Regions from separate parts of the Mus musculus genome. Here regions 1 and 3 are each linked to region 2. A link is a contact called in public HiChIP or PLAC-seq and promoter capture Hi-C data. All regions are on one chromosome and are shown on one strand. The core of a region is the stretch at or near the end of the contact, and the rest is flanking DNA. Distances in the headings are between cores, read along the strand shown. Region 1 holds the start of Hmg20b (high mobility group 20B). Region 2 holds the start of Adat3 (adenosine deaminase, tRNA-specific 3). Region 3 holds the start of Arhgap45 (Rho GTPase activating protein 45).

Region 1 (2,995 bases), core at 471-2,970, 750 kb after region 2:
ATACTGATGTATTCGTAACCCCTCCCTTGCCTCCCTTCCTCCCTCCAACCCACAGAGAGAGGGTCCCTTCTCCAGGACTACTGGACGTTCTCCACCTTGTTCTTTGGGCCTGGGTCTCTCACCGATGGGGCTTGCCCAGGGATCCTCCTGTTTCTGCCACCCCTTTCTCTGGTCTCTACCTGCTTCTCTGCCGGCTGCAGCTTGCTCCACTCGGCGCCCAACATCTTCGTGATCTCCGGGAATGGAAGGTCCGGGTGGCGGGTGCGAATCTGTTCCCGCCTCTCATTCAGGAAGCGAACATAGCCAGTGACGGGGGCCTTGGGCCCATTTGGGAGAATCTTCTTTCTTTTTTTGCCTTTGGGCCAGCCTCGCTTCTTCACTGGCTGCAGGAGGAGGCTGTGTCCTTGGGAGGGGCTCTGGGAAGTGTGGGTGGGGGTCTGGGGCATATGGGCGGGGCCTAGTCTAGTGGTAGGTCGGCAGATCAAGGGTCAGAACTCTAGAGAACCTACGGGTCCTGCACCAAGACAGCCTCCTAGGGGTGGGGCTGAAGCCACTGACAGGCTAGGCTGGGGTGTGGCCTCTTGCTAGGCAGTGGGAGGATCTTATAGTCTGGATTTGTGAGGTATGTGTTGCTGAGCCAGCGGCCGGCCAGGCTTTTCAGATGGGGACTCACCTCCTCCTCCTGGGGCCCCTTCTCTCCAGCTCGGGAACCCTCGCTGCGCTCCTGCTTGACAGCCACTACAAAGGCCCCGTGCTGGCCCGGAGTCTTGCCTCCCGCAGGTCTTGGGGACAATGGAAACCAGCGTCATCCATCAGTGCCAAAATCATTCCCCCATACCTACCCATCCCCTTCTTGTCATTGGAGATCACAGAAGTATGTGGGAGCACGCATGAGCCTGGAAAAAGGGGGTGGGGACCCAGAGTTTGAGGATCCAAGGATCACAGTAGGCCACTGGCGGGGTGGGGACGGAGGACGAGGTGAGTTGGTCCTGGGGCCTGGGAGGAAGATGAGATAGTGAGGAAGGCCATAGGGTGTCTTGGCAGTTCTACAGGGAGTACAGAAATCCCCGAAGGGTGACAGGACATGGTCAGAAGTTCCTGTAGTGGGGATAAGGTAGGTAGGGTATAGGGACAGGACAGGATCAGGGGTTCCCAAAACAGAGGTACACAGAGGTACCTGAGGATGAGACAGGGTATGTCCAGAGATCCCAGCGTGGACATGGTGTGTTTAGGGGTACCCGAGGGTGGATATAGGGAATGTTTAAGAGTTCCCAAGGATGCAGGACAGGACATGTCCAGGAGTACCCGGGGTGGAGACAGGGCATGACCCCTGGTACTCGAGATGGACACAAGGCATTTCCAGGGGTACCCGACGATGGGGACAGGGCTTATCCAGGGTCGGGACAGGCTGGGGGAGGCGCACTCACGCGGTGGCTGCGCCTGGCTGCCGGGGACCGTGGGACATGGCCACTCCGGGCGGGATCTGGAACAGAAGCCGGCAAAGGTCAGGGGGTCCTGCCTGCCACCTCGATGGGAACCGCAGGGCGATCCCCGGGGGGCCCGGACCGGGGAGGCGGATCCCGGGGCGGGGAGGTCCTCGGGCAGGAGGCCCCGCGATCCTTTGTTGCGAGATCGAGTCCCGGAGGCCGCGCCCCGCAGCCCCCGCCCCGCGCAGGCCCGGACTTCCCGGCTCTTTTCACCTCTGAAAAAACTTTCCCGGGACCTGAGACGCGGCGACGGTCCAACCAAGCGCCCGCGCCCGCTCCGCCCTCATGCTAATGAACCCAAGGATAGCGCTCTAATTGGCTGAGGCCTCCATGAGAGGTGGGGTCATGCAGATTAGTCTCGGCGCGCCGGGCGGTGGTTGGCTGAAGATCTGCGGAGCCGCGTGGGAGGTGCGTCGGCAGGTTGCGGGCGGGTGCGTCAAGTTCGGCTGCGCTCCGGCGCGCTCGGGACCAATCGGAGGCGACTGGCGGCGTGCTGTGGGGCGGAGCTCCTTAAAGGGCCAGTAGTCCCCATTCTGACCGGTGAGCTAGGGTGTGGAGATGGGGACCGGGGATATTCGGCAGAAGAGGCGTTTTTAGTAGGCTTCTAAGGAAGGAGTTAGGTTCCAAAGAGGCACCCCCCGCCCCTGCAGTACGGCCAGGTGTAGTTTTTCTTACTACGTTGAAAAAAAATGGGTCTGGTGAGATTGCACAGCACTTGAAGGTGCTCGCCACCTAGTGGACGACTTGCATTCGGAACCCACAAAGTGGAATGTGAGAATGGTTTTCCAGCAAGTTGTCCTCTGAACTCCACTGTGTGCTGTGCCATGTGCATCACACACAGACCTAAATCAATAAATGAACGTATGCTTTATAAACGGAGGACTGGGGAAATGACCACCAGGCACTGATTTCCCTTCCCGTGGAACCTTGATTTTACTCTCTGACCAAGGGGTACATTGAACCATAGGAGGAGTAACAGGCTGGGAGGCTGACACCTAGATCTGAGATAGAAGCTGGGCTAAGAGCATTTTCATTAAAAAAAAAAAAAAATCATTTTGAAGGTCAGTGCGGACTGACTCAGCAAGCCAAGGGGTTTACAGAGAAACCCAACAACTTGAATTTGATCCGCATTATCCAAATGGAAGAGACAGCACCACACATCTAGGTTGCCAAATGTGATTTTACTCCAGTCTTCTGTAACATCCCACAGTAAAAGAGAAACTGAGAGTTGGTTCTATGGTTAGGAGTGCCTGTTTCTTTTGCAGAGAACCTGGGTTCGATCCCCAGCACCCATTTGTCTGCTAAAAAGTATCTGTAACTGTCCCAGGAGACCTCTTTTTACCCTTTTGAGCATTAGGCAAGCAAACAGGCTTACATGCAGGGAAAATGCTCATAAACGTGAAATAATAGGTGTCAGATCTTGTTACAGATGATTGTGAACCACCATGTGGTTGCTGGGATTTGAACTCCGGACCTTTGGAAGAGCAGTCAGGTGCTCTTACCTACTG
Region 2 (3,164 bases), core at 424-2,923:
TAGCAATCAGGGTTCCCCATTGGCAAACTGCCTTTCTAACCCTGGCAGAGCATTTTTAAAAATATTTATATCAGTGCCTTGCCTTTGTGTATGTATGTGCCTTGTGCACACAGAGGTTTTAAAAGGCATCAGACTTCCTGGAATTGCAGTTAGGGATGGCTGTGAGCCACCATGTGGGTGCTAGGATCTGAACCTTCATCCTCTGGAAGATCAGCCAGTGCTCTCAGCCACAGAGCCATCTCTACAGCTCCTGGCCTAGCATTTCTATGGACCTGGGCTTAGTCAAAAAATATTAAAGAAACAACATGGGTTTCCTGGTGGCCCTGTTTTGGTGTGATGACCCAAAACTTGGTTTTCTTCCCAAGACCCTTGGTTCACATGGCTTCCTAGAAGCCAGACACTGTACCTAAGGGTTCTAGCTTCGTTTTTTTGTTTGTTTTTCGAGACAGGGTTTCTCTGTATAGCCCTGGCTGTCCTGGAACTCACTCTATAGACCAGGCTGGCCTCGAACTCAGAAATCTGCCTGCCTCTGCCTTCCAAGTGCTGGGATTAAAGGCGTGGACCACCACCACCCGGCTTGGGTTCTAGCTTTGTAATGCTGGTCATATCCACACTAATCTCCCACTTATCTGTCTTGCAAGCAGCCATACACCAAACTCATGGGACCTACTCTGCTCTGATAAGCTGGTCACAAGGCATTCCTTATTCCAGAAAGATTGTGTTTGGCAGACAGGCCTAGAAGATTGCAAACAGGTTGATCCTGGAGCCAACCCCAGGCTCTCTGGTGCCACTTTCTACCTTCCTGCTGGTCAGGGCTCAGCCAGGCAATCTGCTGTTTATGTCCTAAGCCACAGAGGAAGAAGGACCCTGGGAGAGACTCAGGGACTCTGGCCTGGGAATGACATGTTGGGCAGATAAAGCTACACTGTGAAACTCTTTATCTAAAACAATAATTAACTAAAAGGTATTAATGTTAGGTCATCTCTCCTGCCTCTATTACTTGTTCATTTATTTTCTTCATCTTTTGTTTTTGTTTTTTAAAGACAGGATCTGTCCTGGAACTCCCAGTGATTTGCCTGCCTCTGCCTCCCAAGTGCTGGGGTTAAAGGCCCTCGCCCCAACCATCTTGAACTTTTGTTCTCTTGTATCCACCCCCAGAGTGCAGGCATGACCAGCTTGTGCCATGAGGAATGCTATGTATGGAATCCAGGTTCTCCTGGGTGCTAGGAAAACACTCCATGAACAGCCCCAGCCCCAGACTTATTCAGAAGTTCACATATCTGTTTCACCCATGTACAGATGAGGAGAATGAGGGCCTGAGTGGACCTAAAACTTCAGACTACAGTCACTTTCCAAGCAGTAAAAGTGATTGTTCACCAGCAACATGGGACTTTACAGAAGTATGATGGCAGATGCTCTTTGAGTGACTAATGGCCATAGAGTCTCCTTCTGCCTCAAGTCTTCTCTCTGCTGATGTCTCAAAGTGTCACAAAGGGGCCGAGTTCAGTGCCATCCCAGGATCTCAAACCACAGTATTCTACTCGCTGCAGCACACATAAGAAAACCCCCTAGACTCAGCAAGGCCTTGTGAAGCAGCCACGCGCACGGCCTTAAGGGAAATGTAGTCGCATCGCGCAGGCCCCGCCCATGGAACTACGCTCCCGTGGTGCCCCGCGGTGGCAGGCGTGGCGGCCCGGTTGCTAGGACTTGGATAAGCGTGGCGTTCGCTCGGGTGTCCCTCAGGTGAGCAGCCGCCGTAGGGGTTCGGCTTTCGCCGTTCCGAATCCGCCATGGGGCACCGGAGATGGTGACAAGGCAAGGGCGGTGGACAGGGAAAGAAGGCCTTATCGGGACAGACCGCGTAGCCTGAGAGGGTTGTGCGCGTCCCGGGAGGCGGTGGGAGTACGCGTGCGCGAGTAGTCAACGCTAGTACGCGTGTGCACAGGGCTTTTCGCCCACCGCGCCCTATGCCGTTGGTTTGCGGCGCACGCGTGTACCCTACTTCTGATTCCGGAAACCCTGTGATTTCCAGCTGCTTCCGGTTGTATGTTCCGGGTCATCACAGTCCCCTGCCTCAGGGTTATCTTATCCACCATCCTTACAGCAGGTGTGCAGTTTCCCTTTAAGCTCTTGTACCCTATGGGGTTTCTTGGGGTATCTTGGTGGTACCAGGGATCGAATCCTGGACTTTGGTTATATTAGACTGGCACTGGACTACTGATCCCCTTCCCCTCCCTTCAGAAGTGGATTCCAGGAGCTTTCGCTAATCTTTGTACCCAGCCCTTAAATGGATGATTCCAGGCAGGGACTCTACCCCTGCGCCACACCCCATCCCCTCACAAGGGGCCCTAACCTAAGCTTCAGTCCCTCACTGGTGGACATAGGTAGGCTCAGCACTGCTGAGCTCTACCCCGAGCCCACTTCATTTTTTTTATTTTGGAAGTTTCCTGTACCGCTGAAGCTGGCCCCGAACTCCCATCTAGTGGCTTATTGAGTGACTTGTATTTCAGGCCTGAGCTTCCAGACCTGATCCTTGTAGTCTGTCCAGCCACGGTCCCATTCTTTTGGACCCTATACCCAGGACCCAAGGCCCATTGTTTGCCTGCAGTTGTTGAATGCAGAGGGCGTGTGGTTCCTCAGAGGTGGGAAGTGTCTGCTGGACCGCAGGTCCTTGTCTGTGGTACAAGGAGCCCCTTTCAAACCTGTTCCCATGCTGGTGTACAGTGGGCACCTGTCACCTAAAACAAGGGAATAACAGGCCACAATTGCAATGAACATGAAGGGCCCCTTTGGCCAAGCATTGGCTACCATCCTATAGCTATTAAACTCCTCTCCAGAGGCCCATAAGCCCAGGCTGTCATCTGTCCCCAAGGCATCCATCTTTCTGTGTCCCTTGTTGTCTAGTCTTGAGGGGACAAACAAAGCTGTGTCTTCTGCCCTGGAGACAGTGGCGCTTTGTAGCCCAGTCAGGCGCTGTGCGTTGTAGGCGTGGTGTATGCCCTGGGGAAGCCAGATGTCACCACGCCCTTCATGGGCTCTGCCTGCCATGGGGCCTTTGCAGGGGCAGCCATGGTGACACCAGGATCTCAGACACCCTTGGTGCTGTTCTCCCTTCTTAGTCTCAGGACTCCTAGTGGCACCCGTGACTCTCTAGTTAGCCCATA
Region 3 (3,038 bases), core at 186-2,685, 590 kb before region 2:
CAGGACCCTGGGCTGACATCTACCCCCACCCCATGCATTTCTGCCCCCTCCATGTCTCTGCCCTGCCAGGTGTTCCTATATTTCTCCAAAGACCAAGGGGAAGAGGAAGAGAGCAGTCGGCAGGAGGCTGAAGAAGAGGAGGTTTCCAAACCTGGCCGGCAGCATCCCAAACGTGTCAGCCGATTCCTGGAAGACCCCAGCTCTGTGGAGACCATGATCTGAGCATGCCTGCCTTGGGACTGAGTGGCAAAGCTCAGACAGAGGATCTCTGTACCATACGCTGGCTCCCAGAAAGCCTTGGGCTCTGGGGGAAATAAAAAGAAACTAGAATGAGAATGAGGCCACGGCTGAGTTTGTGTTTTAGGAGTCTTAGCTCTGTACAGTCCCATACACTATCACATGTACAGTATGCGCGTGTGTCCTGCTGTGAATTGCCTGCAACACGGACACTTCCCAGGTGTCCAGTCACACGTATCCTGACCTGCATGTACCTATGTGGGTCTGACACCCAAGGGCGGGACTTGTGAGTGTTTCTGACCGTGAAGTAGAGATGAGGTCAGGCTTGTGGAATGTTCCAGACGGTATAGAGGACCCTGGTACTTTCCTGGCCTGACCGGACCAGAAGCCCACCCCAGAGCCAGCCAGTCTTCATCCTGAGACAACCTCCCAAGCCCACCCCCAGCCATCCAACTATGAGTGGGAGGCACGGGACCCTTAAGGGGCTCCTCGGCTGGGTTTGTGGCTGGACCAGAGCTTGGAGAGCGGGCCTAGGTACTGCAGGCTGCGGCCTTTCTGGGCTGTGTCCCCGAGAGCCACCCAGTGTGCCTGAGGTCAGTGGAGTTTGGGATGGTTAAGGGACATGGTGTCTAAATTATTAAATAGTACCTCTGGGGATCCTGAGACCTGAAGCTCAGAGCTGGGATATAGAGGGCAGAGTGGGAGTGGGAGCTAAGTGGAGGCCAGCAGGGCAGTGGAGCTCCTGGGTTGCTGGATGGAAGCCACCCAGGCATGGCACCTTCAGGTCCTATGGTCCCCAGAAGACTGTAAGGCTGGTGATTATAGGGAATGGGGGGTCACCTGTGCATGGTGAGGGACTCAGGGGGTGTCTGTTTGATCTGTGTGTGAACCTGTTGCTCAGCCTCCTCTCTGGTCTTTCATATCAGTATACACATGACACTGCCTTTCTTGACTGTATGTTATGTCCCAAGCAAGAGTCAGCTAATGCCTGGATCGGGTGGCCACACAGGACACAGGCTGCAAGTGGAAGGTGGCCTGCTGTGGGGAACCTGTGTCAGAGTCAGTGTGCAGAGTCCTATAAGAGCTGACACTTGGGACAGTCACACTGGGGGCGGATCTGAGGTGTCACCTCCCTCCCTCTGCTGGGGAGCCTTTTCCTGTGTAGGAGACTTATGCGCCAATGAGAGCCAAGCCAGTCACGTGTGGCTCTGACAGCTGGGGAGGGGGTGGCCCTGAGCAATGTGGTCCAGAGACAGCCTGCACCAGGAGTTGCAGGACTGAGACCACCCCCAGACTCCCACCCTGCCGTTGCCCGCCTGTCCTCACCTAGGGCCACTGGGGCTGACTCCACCATGTTCTCTCGGAAGAAGCGAGAACTTATGAAAACTCCCTCTATTTCCAAAAAGAACCGCGCGGGGAGCCCCAACCCGCAGTCCTCCTCAGGGGTGAGTGGGGCACAGAGCGGGTGGGGACCCAGGATGACACCCACAGCCTGTGGTCACTGATGGGCATAGCATGCAACTACAACACCATGCTGGGTCCACGCTGGGGGAACCGGGCCAGCTATAGTCCACACCAGGCAGAATGGCCGGCGACAAGGAGTGGCCTGAACCTAGGAGGCCGCATTACGGTAGGTAGGGATGGCCTTGGGTGGCAACCAAGTCACCCATCTTGATGAGGGATGTCCCCGTCGTGTGCCAATGACGGTTGTGGGTAGTGGGTAGAACTGGTATTGGAGTCTAGTGACTACACTGTAATATGGGGTCTGGGCAATTTTAGGGTTCTGAAAGCCAATGGGGAACTGGTGTTGAACTGGGGTGCAGGTGTACAGAGCAGATTGGGGGGGTCTCCAAGTTTCTCCAGGACCTGCTGCTGCCTGCTGAGCTTTTGAGAATTTGTGAGGTTTAGGGGTACCTCTACTAGGTCTGGGGGTGTCCTGAGACACAGGAGCCTGATGATCTTTTCAGGTCACAGAAGTTATCCATGTTTTTAGAAAGTGGACACCCGTAGAGGTATCTGGGGTGGCTACAGGGTTAGAGACTCACAAGAGTCCTCCCCACCCCCACCAGGAAGTGGGGTGCCCCCTCCCTCCTGTGCCCCACAGGCCCCGCCTCTGGCTGTGGTTTGGGTAGGGACGGTTGTTTGTGAAAGCTATAGACAGGAGGATGTTGGGTAACAGGTGGGGGGGGGGGAGCTTAAAATTCTCTGCCCACTGACCTCTGACCCCTGTGAGGACTTTCTGGGGAAACTGAGGCAGTGTCTGGGATGGGGGATCCCCTTGACTCCTCTTCCCTATGCATACCTAGGAGCTGCCCAGGAAGGATTGGACAGAAGCTCCCGGCCTGGAGCCACCAGCCACATCCCTGTCCACGGTAGCCAAGGGCACAGGGACACTCAAAAGACCCACCAGCCTGAGCCGCCATGCCAGTGCAGCAGGCTTCCCGCTCTCGGGCACTGCCACCTGGACCCTGGGCCGTGGGTACCGAAGCCCCCTTTCTGCGGCCAGTCCGGCAGAGTTACCCACTGAGGGAGCTTTCCCTGATGGCGTAGAAGACATCTCAACCCTGCTGGCGGATGTGGCCCGCTTTGCTGAGGGCTTGGAGAAGCTCAAGGAGTGTGTGCTGCAGGACGGTGAGGATCTTCAGAGCAGCACGGAGGGAGGGCAGGAGGTGGGCAGCCTCTCAGCCCAGCACTCAGGCAGGAGGATCTCTGTGAGTCTACACTTGAGTCTTATGCAGGTCAGCCAGAATTACAGTGAGACCCTGACTCAGAAAGAATGAAAGAAAGAAAGAAAGAAAGAA

The links. Promoter capture Hi-C pulls out the DNA fragments that hold promoters and counts their contacts. HiChIP or PLAC-seq counts read pairs in DNA pulled down with a chosen protein or histone mark.
Region 1: a contact with region 2 is called in a promoter capture Hi-C map of erythroid cells, with 7 times the contacts expected there. The contact joins the promoter of Hmg20b here to the promoter of Adat3 in region 2. A contact is called at or near these places in 4 of 39 promoter capture datasets (cranial neural crest, erythroid cells, liver and 1 more).
Region 3: a contact with region 2 is called in a FOXA1 HiChIP or PLAC-seq map of pancreatic cancer cells. The contact joins the promoter of Arhgap45 here to the promoter of Adat3 in region 2.

Annotation. Positions count from the first base shown.
Region 1 is chr10:81,348,707-81,351,701 of GRCm38.p6, forward strand. It overlaps Hmg20b (high mobility group 20B), which reads right to left and starts at 1,721. Exons shown (of 9, transcript NM_010440.3): 1 at 1,428-1,721; 2 at 674-782; 3 at 180-383. The coding sequence starts at 1,465.
Region 2 is chr10:80,601,207-80,604,370 of GRCm38.p6, forward strand. Adat3 (adenosine deaminase, tRNA-specific 3) reads left to right here and starts at 1,674. Exons shown (of 2, transcript NM_001100606.1): 1 at 1,674-1,743. Scamp4 (secretory carrier membrane protein 4) reads left to right here and starts at 1,676. Exons shown (of 7, transcript NM_019575.4): 1 at 1,676-1,743.
Region 3 is chr10:80,015,237-80,018,274 of GRCm38.p6, forward strand. Arhgap45 (Rho GTPase activating protein 45) reads left to right here and starts at 1,436. Exons shown (of 23, transcript NM_001142701.1): 1 at 1,436-1,682; 2 at 2,544-2,868. The coding sequence starts at 1,590. Abca7 (ATP-binding cassette, sub-family A (ABC1), member 7) reads left to right here. Exons shown (of 47, transcript NM_001347081.2): 47 at 70-336. The coding sequence ends at 222.